Linked DNA regions of Mus musculus: region 1 is linked to region 2. The links are chromatin contacts, called in public HiChIP or PLAC-seq maps. All regions are on one chromosome and are shown on one strand. Each heading gives the region's core, a stretch centred on a gene start, on an enhancer-like site or on the middle of the called end of the contact. The rest is flanking DNA. Distances are from core to core; before and after follow the strand shown. Region 1 holds the start of Dpf3 (D4, zinc and double PHD fingers, family 3). Region 2 holds the start of Sipa1l1 (signal-induced proliferation-associated 1 like 1).

Region 1 (4,378 bases), core at 528-3,027, 1.2 Mb before region 2:
AAGTCCCTTGCTTTTGAAGATTTTGGTCCAAATCTGTGTCCTTTTAATCTATGATACAAAACCCAAAGTTAATAATACCTCTATATTTCTCAGAAGTGATAAAAGTGACTATAAAGTCAGAATTGTATTGACAGTTAAAATGACATTCCATGAAGTACAAAAGCCAAGGCAATACGATTTGGGGGGGGGGCGTGGGGAGACAGGGAGATGAGACTGGGTTTCCATGTTGGGGGGTGGGTATCCATATGTAGTTCAGGCTGGTTTTGAACTTTAAGGGAGCACCATTGTACCTGGTTCTGTTTAGAATTCATTAATGCCAGTTTTCTCAACATGAGACTCTGTAACGAGAAGAGAGGGTGGGAGAACATCACCCTACTAGGCAAACAAAGAGTTAAATATTTCCAGTCTGCACGCACAGACTCACTCAGCTTTGCTGGGCTTATCTGTAACTCTAATAGTGAATGGAGCTGGAATCTGAAAGTTCTGGACTGCTTTGTAATTGTATTTTACTTTATTCATCGAGAGTCGTAAAAGGCGAGAGCAGGTGGAATTGTGAACTGCAATTCAGCATCTCTCGGTTTCCTTTTCACTTCCCAGCCCCCAGCTATTTGACCTGATTAAACAGCCAAGGGGGCCATAGCCCGGCTTCTATAAGCTAACGATGCCTGTGCCCTCTAAGTGATTTCATGAGTTTTCGCCCACTCCGAGTCTCCCTGTGCTCCGTGGAAGTCTGAGTTCGCAGAAGTCTCTCAGTTTCTTCTGGGGTTTATCAGATTCTGAGCAGCCGCATACTGGGGAAGCCAGGAGTCACGTCTGAACATTCACTTGCAAATTCTTTTCACCTCCTATCTTAGTCCAGAAAGGTGACGCCTGAATTCTCAGAGCCGTTCCCAGAGGGGACTCAGGCAACACCTACCTCAGGCTCTAACAATTTTTGCATAGTTACTGACTTCCCTAGCTGCGTTTCCTAAAGTTGCCTCAAAATTTCCCCAACCTTCTGCCTAAAAAGCGCCAGGTCTCACTTCGCTCCCAAGCTGGCCATGTCAGATCAGTGTGAATCGTTGACAGTGGAGAACGGTGGTCGTAGGGGACCGCGCGGAGTGACCACCCGTGAATTACGTAACAAAAGCCGTGGCTGTCCGCAAGCCTGACACTGAGACATTCCAGGAGGAAGGGAGTTGCTGTCCTGGACTCTCCAGTTCTCAGAAACCGCCCGGGGAAGGTGGCTGAGATCAAGAAAACACTTCGGGAACAAGAATATTGAACAGCCGCGGAACCCAGAACATTATTAGCAAACAGTGGAACACGAGTAGTAATTTCTTGGAGGAAACTGCAGCCTTCCAACTTTTTGCACTGCAACACGGTGGTGTACAAGGAGCTCGGGGGTTAAAAACCGTGATTTACAAAGCCCAGAGCTAATGAATGGGGTTAAGTGGTTTTGTTGGCACTATGTAAATATTCTTGTCCAGGAGCGCAAACTCTGCAGTTATTTAGCAAAGTAGGGACTCCAACTAAGCGAGAATGCTCTCCCATGTTGTCTCCACGAGTTCCAATCTAAAAGGGCGCTACTAACACGGTACTGCCCCTTTAAGACCTGCTCGCTCTCGGGCTCTACAAAAGGGAGTGACCTCTGGGCTTTGACAGCTCCCCTAATAACTACCACCACGCAGGCCCCGCCCACTTGGCGACCAGCCGCGCCGATTGGCCGGTAGGCCGGTATCCCGTGCTCTGATTGGCCTGCCGCTTCCCCTGAGCGAACCTTTAGAACTCTGAGACAGACAATATTCTGTTACATTGTAGCAAAATGGCGACTGTCATTCACAACCCCCTGAAAGCGTAAGTAAGACTAAAAAATGTACATATTCCGCGTGGTTTCAATATGAAAAAAAGGCGCCTTGTGGAGCGCAGCCGGCGCCCGGCTCTCGCAGACACCTCCCGCTGCGCCCGGGCTCCTCTTTTCTTCCTGCTCTTACTTCTTCATCTTTTTTTTTCCTCCCAGCGCGCAGAAATGTCAGGAGATGCAATTAACAAAAAGAAAATTGTTACATTTGTGTTCTGCTTAATTGGCTGACCGGGACCGGGAGGGAACACAGAGCGGCGGCGCCGGCTCAGGAGCTGCGGGGGTCGTGAGCAGCCCGGGTCTTCACGGTTCTCGGAGTCCCCTGCCTCTCCCGGCGCCGCGCGGAGCTGGCTGAGGCTGGCCAGAGCGCGGGGTTGGCTGAGCCTGGCCGGAGCGCGGGGCAGAGACCGCGTCGTGCGCTCGGCTGAGCCCTGCACTCCAAGCCCGAACCTTCCCGGCCCCGCTGCTCGTCCACCCAGGCGGGCAGACGGACCGCAGCGGCTGCGGAGTTTTGCAGGGCGTTCGCTCTGCCTTCCGAGCTCTCGCAGGGAGTTTGTGTAAACCTTCCGGAGTTGGGAGGACAGCGCGCGGAGCGGCGGGTCCCGGGAGTCCTGGGGCCCAGGTGCTTGCCCCGGGCTTTTCCACTCCGGCAGCCGGGGATCAGGCAGGCGCTCCGGGCGGTCGCCGGTGTGTCTGTGTATTTGTAGGCTAACTGGCTCTAGTAAATTAACGATCCGGGTTAACTTGGGGTTGATATGGAGGCAGGGAAACTGCAGGTCTTATAAATGGTGTGCTTGCCTGCTCTGGGTGAAAAGCCGAGGCGGTGGAGGCGGCGGTGGAGGGCTCTGGCGACAGCGAGGGGCAGGTGCCTCCCGGAGACTTTGAGCGGACACAGGGGGGCGGGCTGCGCAAGGACTCGCGGGGGCCGGTTCCCGATCGGAGCTGCCTGCCCGCCGGTCTTCCTTCCTTCCTTCCTTCCTTCCTTCCTTCCTTCCTTCCTTCCTTCTTCCAGTCGGTGGACTGAATATGAAGCCGCAAGTCCGCGGGTGATCGCGGAGCCGGGGGTGGCCTCGGAAAACTAGTGTGGCTCTCAAGGGGCGCTATTGGCAGGCATGTTGGCAGAGGGTGGATCCTTGGGAATCGCGGCGCGGCGTGGGCACCCAGTGGGTGCCCGGTGTACTAGGACTTCCCCGCCCTGATGAAAGCCAGTGGGAGTCGGAGGGTGAGCGTGGGTGTTTAGTGCCAATTCTTCCCGGTGTGTGTCAGTGGTCGATCTTGGCTCTTTTAGCTGCGCGCTACAGCGTCCCTGGCTATGGGAGTCGAAAACACCGTTCGCTTTGGGGAGCAGCAGGGCGGCGGCGAGAGAGTGTGCGTGGGATTCCTAGTGCCAAGAAACCCGTAGGGAGAACCCGCTGCGTTTGCACCAGCCAACAACCAGGAATAGGGCAGGGATGTCCCAGATCTTGGAGTTTCCATGAGATATTGCTGTAAAGACGGAGGCTGAGCTTGATGCGAGTTCCTGGCTCCCGTTCTCGTTCGGAAGCTCAGCTACTTTGCACTCGCGACAGCGTCTCACCGAAGAGAGAAATTGTTTTATGGCAGAAGAAATGGGCGTAACTTCCCCGCTCCTCGCCGACTCCCGCCGCCACACCGCTGGGGCTGGGAGTTTCTCCAGAACCCACACACAGCTGATTTGCAATTTCCTCATTTCCAGCCGAAATCACGTAGCCGAGCTGATGCTGCTTGGTAAACTCAAGTCGGAGAGATCTATTTGCTATGTGTACAGGGTTCTTCATTGGCAAAGCGGCATCCTTGATGCCCGGGAGCGGGCTTACGCTCGGGCGCGCGCAGGAGCTCCACACTCCTGGGTCCCCCAGATCTTTCCACTTTTTTTTTTTTTTTCCACAGAAGAGTGCATGTATAAGAAATTGTGGGGGAGAAGGAACAGAGAAGCTAGAAGGTGGCCAATCAGTTAATAGAACTAGTTCAGATTTACACTTGTATCCCTTAATAATTGGAAATACTTGCCGTGGGATGCATTTGTAACTCCGTCTTGGCTCACGCACGCGGACGCTCACACAACACCCCTGTCTGCCTTTCCTCAGAGGAAGTCGAATGGTCACTTATAATTAGCCGCCCCCTTTTGCATCCAGTCCTCTTCCCCTGAGGGCTAAGGGTGTAAATAATAACCCCAATCGGTCAAGCTATTTGCACCCTGGACATTTTAAAAACTCCGCACGCAGGAGCACACACATCGTTACCGGGAGACTGAGGCCATCTGCTTTATTATTATTATTATAAAAACAACTTGTTTAATAAAACATCTTATACATGCCATTTGTTTCTAGAAGTTGCTGATCAGGAAACAAAACACACGTGAATAAATTATGCATGGGCCAAATTAGAACAAAGCATAGCAACCCAGCAAGCTGAAGGGATGGATGGGGGGGGGGCAGGGAGGAGGAGGAGTGAGGAGAATGGCTTGGAGAGCTTATGTGTTTATCCTTGTGTGCCCCTCCTGACAATGAACCGGAGCTC
Region 2 (4,572 bases), core at 836-3,335:
AGTGGTCAGTTTGAGGGCCCAGAAGGAAGCTTTGTAGGCCACCAGATACTGCTACAGTGCAGAAAACGCACAGATGAAGTTTGCCCACAGCCTATGCCCTGACCACAGGGTGAAGACTACCAAGGAAGTAAGAAGCTCATAGTGATAGCACCCTGTGAGAACCCAAACCTGCAGGGGTCAGTGAGCAGCAGACCATGCAGCCAAGGAAAGAGCTTTGGAGAGTGCACTCTACAAAAGCTGTCACCATGCTCATCGTGACTCACAGAGCAACACTGGATGTACTAACAGCACATCTTTCAAAGTGCCTATGACCAAACCAAAAGCCTTACACTGACCTTGTATCTCTTGTAAACCTCCTTGTGCTTTTACAGTGTGTGGCGTCTGCTTTTTTTTTTTTTTTTTTTTTTTCCTTTTCTTTTTGGAAGTTAAAACAAACACAAATCAGGCCTGGTAGAACAGTGCTGTGATCTCAGTGGGAGGTAGAGGTAGGAATACCAGGGTTCAATGCCAGCCTCAACCATACAGCAAGGCCAAGGCCAGCCTCAGATACAGGAGACCCACCTCAATAGAAAACGAAAGTGGAGCTGTGATTCCTGGGGGCAGAGGAGGGGAACATGGGTTTTAACTGCTTGATGGACGGACAAACGTCTCCTGTGCTGGAGAGATGGATGGGTGTGGATTATGTTCTTCCTCACACTGTTTTCATATCTGAAGCACTCATACTAATTTTTAAAATCAAAAACAAGTGTTAAAAACATGAGTACAATGTGTTCTAGGAAGATAGCACAGGTCCACGCTGCCTGCAGACACATCTTCTCTGAGAGCAAGGCTGGTGCCTGGGCCCAGGCGCTTCCTAGGCTCCGTGGACAGCTGAGTAAGAGGCACAAGCTTCTGGGTGAAAACGAAGAGAGAAAGAGCGCGCATCTCAAGGTTTATCCTCCCATCCTGAATACTAACTCACTAGAGCTCCCGCTGAGAGCAAAGAGGATGCCAGTCAACACCACGCCGTGCCAGTTTAATTTAACGGTATTATTTTGCCTTGCTTTGCAATTACTCCCACAGTCCCTGGGGGAAACTAATGGATTACTAAAAATAAAGTAGGGATTAAGTGAATCATTCGGGTGTTTTGGCTCCCATCTCAAACTGGCTTTAACAGAAAGGAAATGGACTGGCTCAAACACTGCGTATCTCAAGAGGGGACAGGCTTCAGGGCTGGCTGCCCTGGGTTCTGGATTTGTCTTCCATCCTGTGTGGTTTTCTCGCTCGGGCTGGGAGCCAGCAGGCTAAAGCCACACCAGACCTCACAACAGCATACAGTGACATCCAGGGAGAGTAGCGGAGGTTTCCCTGAGCTCTGTCCTAAGTATGAGGTGACTTCCGCCAGAAGATTAGGTACACCTGCCTCAGGGTCTCGAGCTGCAGAGTCACCCACTGGGGTCTCTTGGTGCAATCCTGCCACAGGGTCTCCCACCCAGAGTCTCACGAGCTAGAGCTAGAACTAGAACTAGAACTAGAACTAGAACTAGGGCTGTTTCTGAGACCATCCCCCTGGCTAGGCATTGCCTCAGAGTTGATGAAGGAGCCAAAGTTGGCAAGCCAGTTGTGGACAGGCAGCTTGAGACCACAGCTCAGCAGGTCCACCCTTCAGCTGTGCTCAGCCTCCCTGATCCCGAACACAAAGAATAGACAGCATAAGTGACACAGTTCAGCCATGCTGCCCATTCTGCTGGCCACTACAGGCAAACACTGGGTGTACAGGAACATGCAGGTCATGACTATCACCATGTTTTTGTATGTGAAAGTAAAAAAATTAAACCCCAGGAAATAAAGTGAATGCCCTGTGAAAAGAGGAAACTAAGTTGTTTTTCTTGGTTTTATATTTCTTTCTCTGCAATTAGAAACTCAAAACATACATATTGGGGTTTAACTAAGTGAATGTCCATTTGCCTGAATGCATCTGGGGGCTCCATCCCCAGGAAGATATTCAAACCCAGAAAGCCAAAGTTTGCAACATTGCTACTTACTGTGTTCTGGTGCCATGGCCACAGACTTAAGACAGCAGCGTCCACACTAATGACATATGACCTACAAACAAACAAGAAACACTTTGTAAGAGCATATGAAAGGCCACCAAGACTACACTGTTCACACAGTCTTGACAAGGGACTTATCTTTGAGGTGAACAGGCTGGCATTCATGAAGCAAGCAGCATTAATTGGGTTAGAAGTGGAGGTGTCTACAATACTAGCCCATTATAAATATTTCTAAGATCATCTGTGTCAACTGTAGGGCAAACTTTGTTTTTTATTTATTTCTAGACAGATTTCTCTCTATTATCCTGCCTATCCTGGGACTTGGTACGCAGACCAGACTGCCCTCAAACTCAGACATTCTCCTCTGACTCTGGAGTGCTAGAGTTAAAGCTGTGGGCTCCACACCCAGCCTTGGACTTTTCTTTCTTGCTTGCTTGCTTTCTTTCTTTACTTTCACACACTCACACACATGCACATGCAAACACACGCACGCGCGCACGTGTGGGGTGGTGTGTGCCTGTGGAGGTCAGAAAGGGGCACTGGACCCTCGGAAGCTGGAGTCCCTGCTGGGAACAGACTGAGTCTCCGAGGAGCAGGAGGCTCTTAGCTGCTGAACTGTTTCTCCAGCCACAGATCCAACTTTCCAAAATCAAAATAAGCAGCACATTTCAACTGAGTAATAGTGTTGACTTCTAAAACAAAGAGAGAAGAATAAGAAATGAACCTCAAACAGTATGTAGATTTAAAAGAAAATGTAAGAAGCCCGTTAGCCTGACCTCTCCAATACCCAATGAACCTAGTCCTAATAGAGCATGAACCTGGGAAATAAGCTTCAATTTCTAATTCTCTAAAAAAAAATGCACATGTCTGCCTCAGCAAAGACTCTTGAAGACTGGAATGGCTTTTAATATTCACAAATGAAATAGAGGAGTGCTGCCCCTGCCCAGCCTGGAGATCTAGTAACAGTACAGTGGAAGCCCACCTTGGTGGCACTTTTAGGAGGCCGAGGAGTTTGGGATCAGCACAGATAACACTGCAGCAAACATGGAAAATATTAAGAAGAACAGCAAAACACAACAGCAAATCACACCCTCGATTAAACGGACCTTATGATGGTTAGTTTTGAATGCCAGCTTCCCAAAATCTGGGAACCTAGTTTGAATTGAGCAATTATTTAGATCAGACTAGCGTGTGGGCAAGTCTGTGCAGGATGGCCTTGACTGCCAACTGATAAAGGGACACTCACTCAGACCACTATGGAAAACATCAGTCCCTGGTCAGGGAGCTCTGAACTGTATAGGGTAAGAAAAAGCCTAGAAGACAGGAGAAGCAGACAACATGAGTGTGTTCATATCTCTCTTGCTCCTGACTGTGGTGTGGTATGTCTTGTCACATTACTAATGGTTTGTTTAAAAAAAAAAACAAAAAAAGCTTTAACTTTTCAAGAAGCATCCCTGACTTGGACTAGTTCTGACTTCTAAACTTTCCATAACTTGCATCTTGGGTTCAGTGCACATTAATTGTGATAATCCATTTCACCATAAGCTTCAACTCAATATTGTAATTTCCTGAGGGGCAAGCAAATGATTGGGAGAAGTAGATTCCACAGAAGCCAGGGACCACAGACCACAGCCCCACAGTGCACGCTACATTTCATTCATCAGGCTTTATCAAGAGAGAAAAAGAGAAGAGAAGAAAATGTATGGATGGGAGTGAAGTCTGTTCACTCCACCGCACAACTGGCACCAGCAAGAAACTGGAAAGCCCTGGAAGCTAACCCAGGAAGATTAAGTTCCAGACATCTGTGCAAAGGGGCCTCTGACCATCTGCCACCCTCCCCTGCAGCAGGCCTTCCCTGACCAGGAGAGTGTCACTGCAGAGGTGCTCTCCTAGTGCCTTAAGGAATGCCCCTAACTCCAGAAAGACAAAACACTAAGATCCAAAGAAGCTGGCTAAGTGGATGTAAATTATTACGACCAAAACCCATTTCCTGGGCTGGTGAGATGGCTCAGTGGGTAAGAGCACCCGACTGCTCTTCCGAAGGTCAGGAGTTCAAATCCCAGCAACCACATGGTGGCTCACAACCATCTGTAACAAGATCTGACTCCCTCTTCTGGAGTGTCTGAAGACAGCTACAGTGTACTTACATTAATAAAATAAATAAATCTTAAAAAAAAAAAAAAAAAAAAACCATTTCCTTTGACTTTGTTTCTTCTGAAAGATCCAGGGGCACATGGCACATAAAACTTCTATTAAATACACCTGCATGTGTTTCTCTTGTTTGTCTACCTTTCAATACAGGAGCCTGAGCCATGAAAAGCAATGTATCTCCCAACAACATGAACAGAAATGTTCAGAGCAGTGTGGCCCCTGGAGCCAAAACCTAGAAGCCTTTGCAATGTGTATCCACATCAGAAGAGAATAAAGGAGTTCCCTAGAATAGAATATGAAAAAAAAGGAGAAGGACAAAGCACTGCCTGCCTTCAGCAGAGCTGATCTGCTCTCATGATCACTCAGGTCATGTATCCAGTGTTAACCC

What was found. HiChIP or PLAC-seq counts read pairs in DNA pulled down with a chosen protein or histone mark.
Region 1: an H3K4me3 HiChIP or PLAC-seq map of embryonic forebrain shows a contact between it and region 2, with 3 times the contacts expected there. The contact joins the promoter of Dpf3 here to the promoter of Sipa1l1 in region 2. A contact is called at or near these places in 1 of 39 promoter capture datasets (embryonic stem cells) and 2 of 115 datasets of contacts at active chromatin or transcription factors (astrocytes and embryonic forebrain).

What each region holds. Positions count from the first base shown.
Region 1 is chr12:83,485,135-83,489,512 of GRCm38.p6, reverse strand. Dpf3 (D4, zinc and double PHD fingers, family 3) reads left to right here and starts at 1,777. Exons shown (of 11, transcript NM_001267625.1): 1 at 1,777-1,836. The coding sequence starts at 1,805.
Region 2 is chr12:82,308,862-82,313,433 of GRCm38.p6, reverse strand. It overlaps Sipa1l1 (signal-induced proliferation-associated 1 like 1), which reads right to left and starts at 2,085. Exons shown (of 21, transcript NM_172579.3): 1 at 2,025-2,085.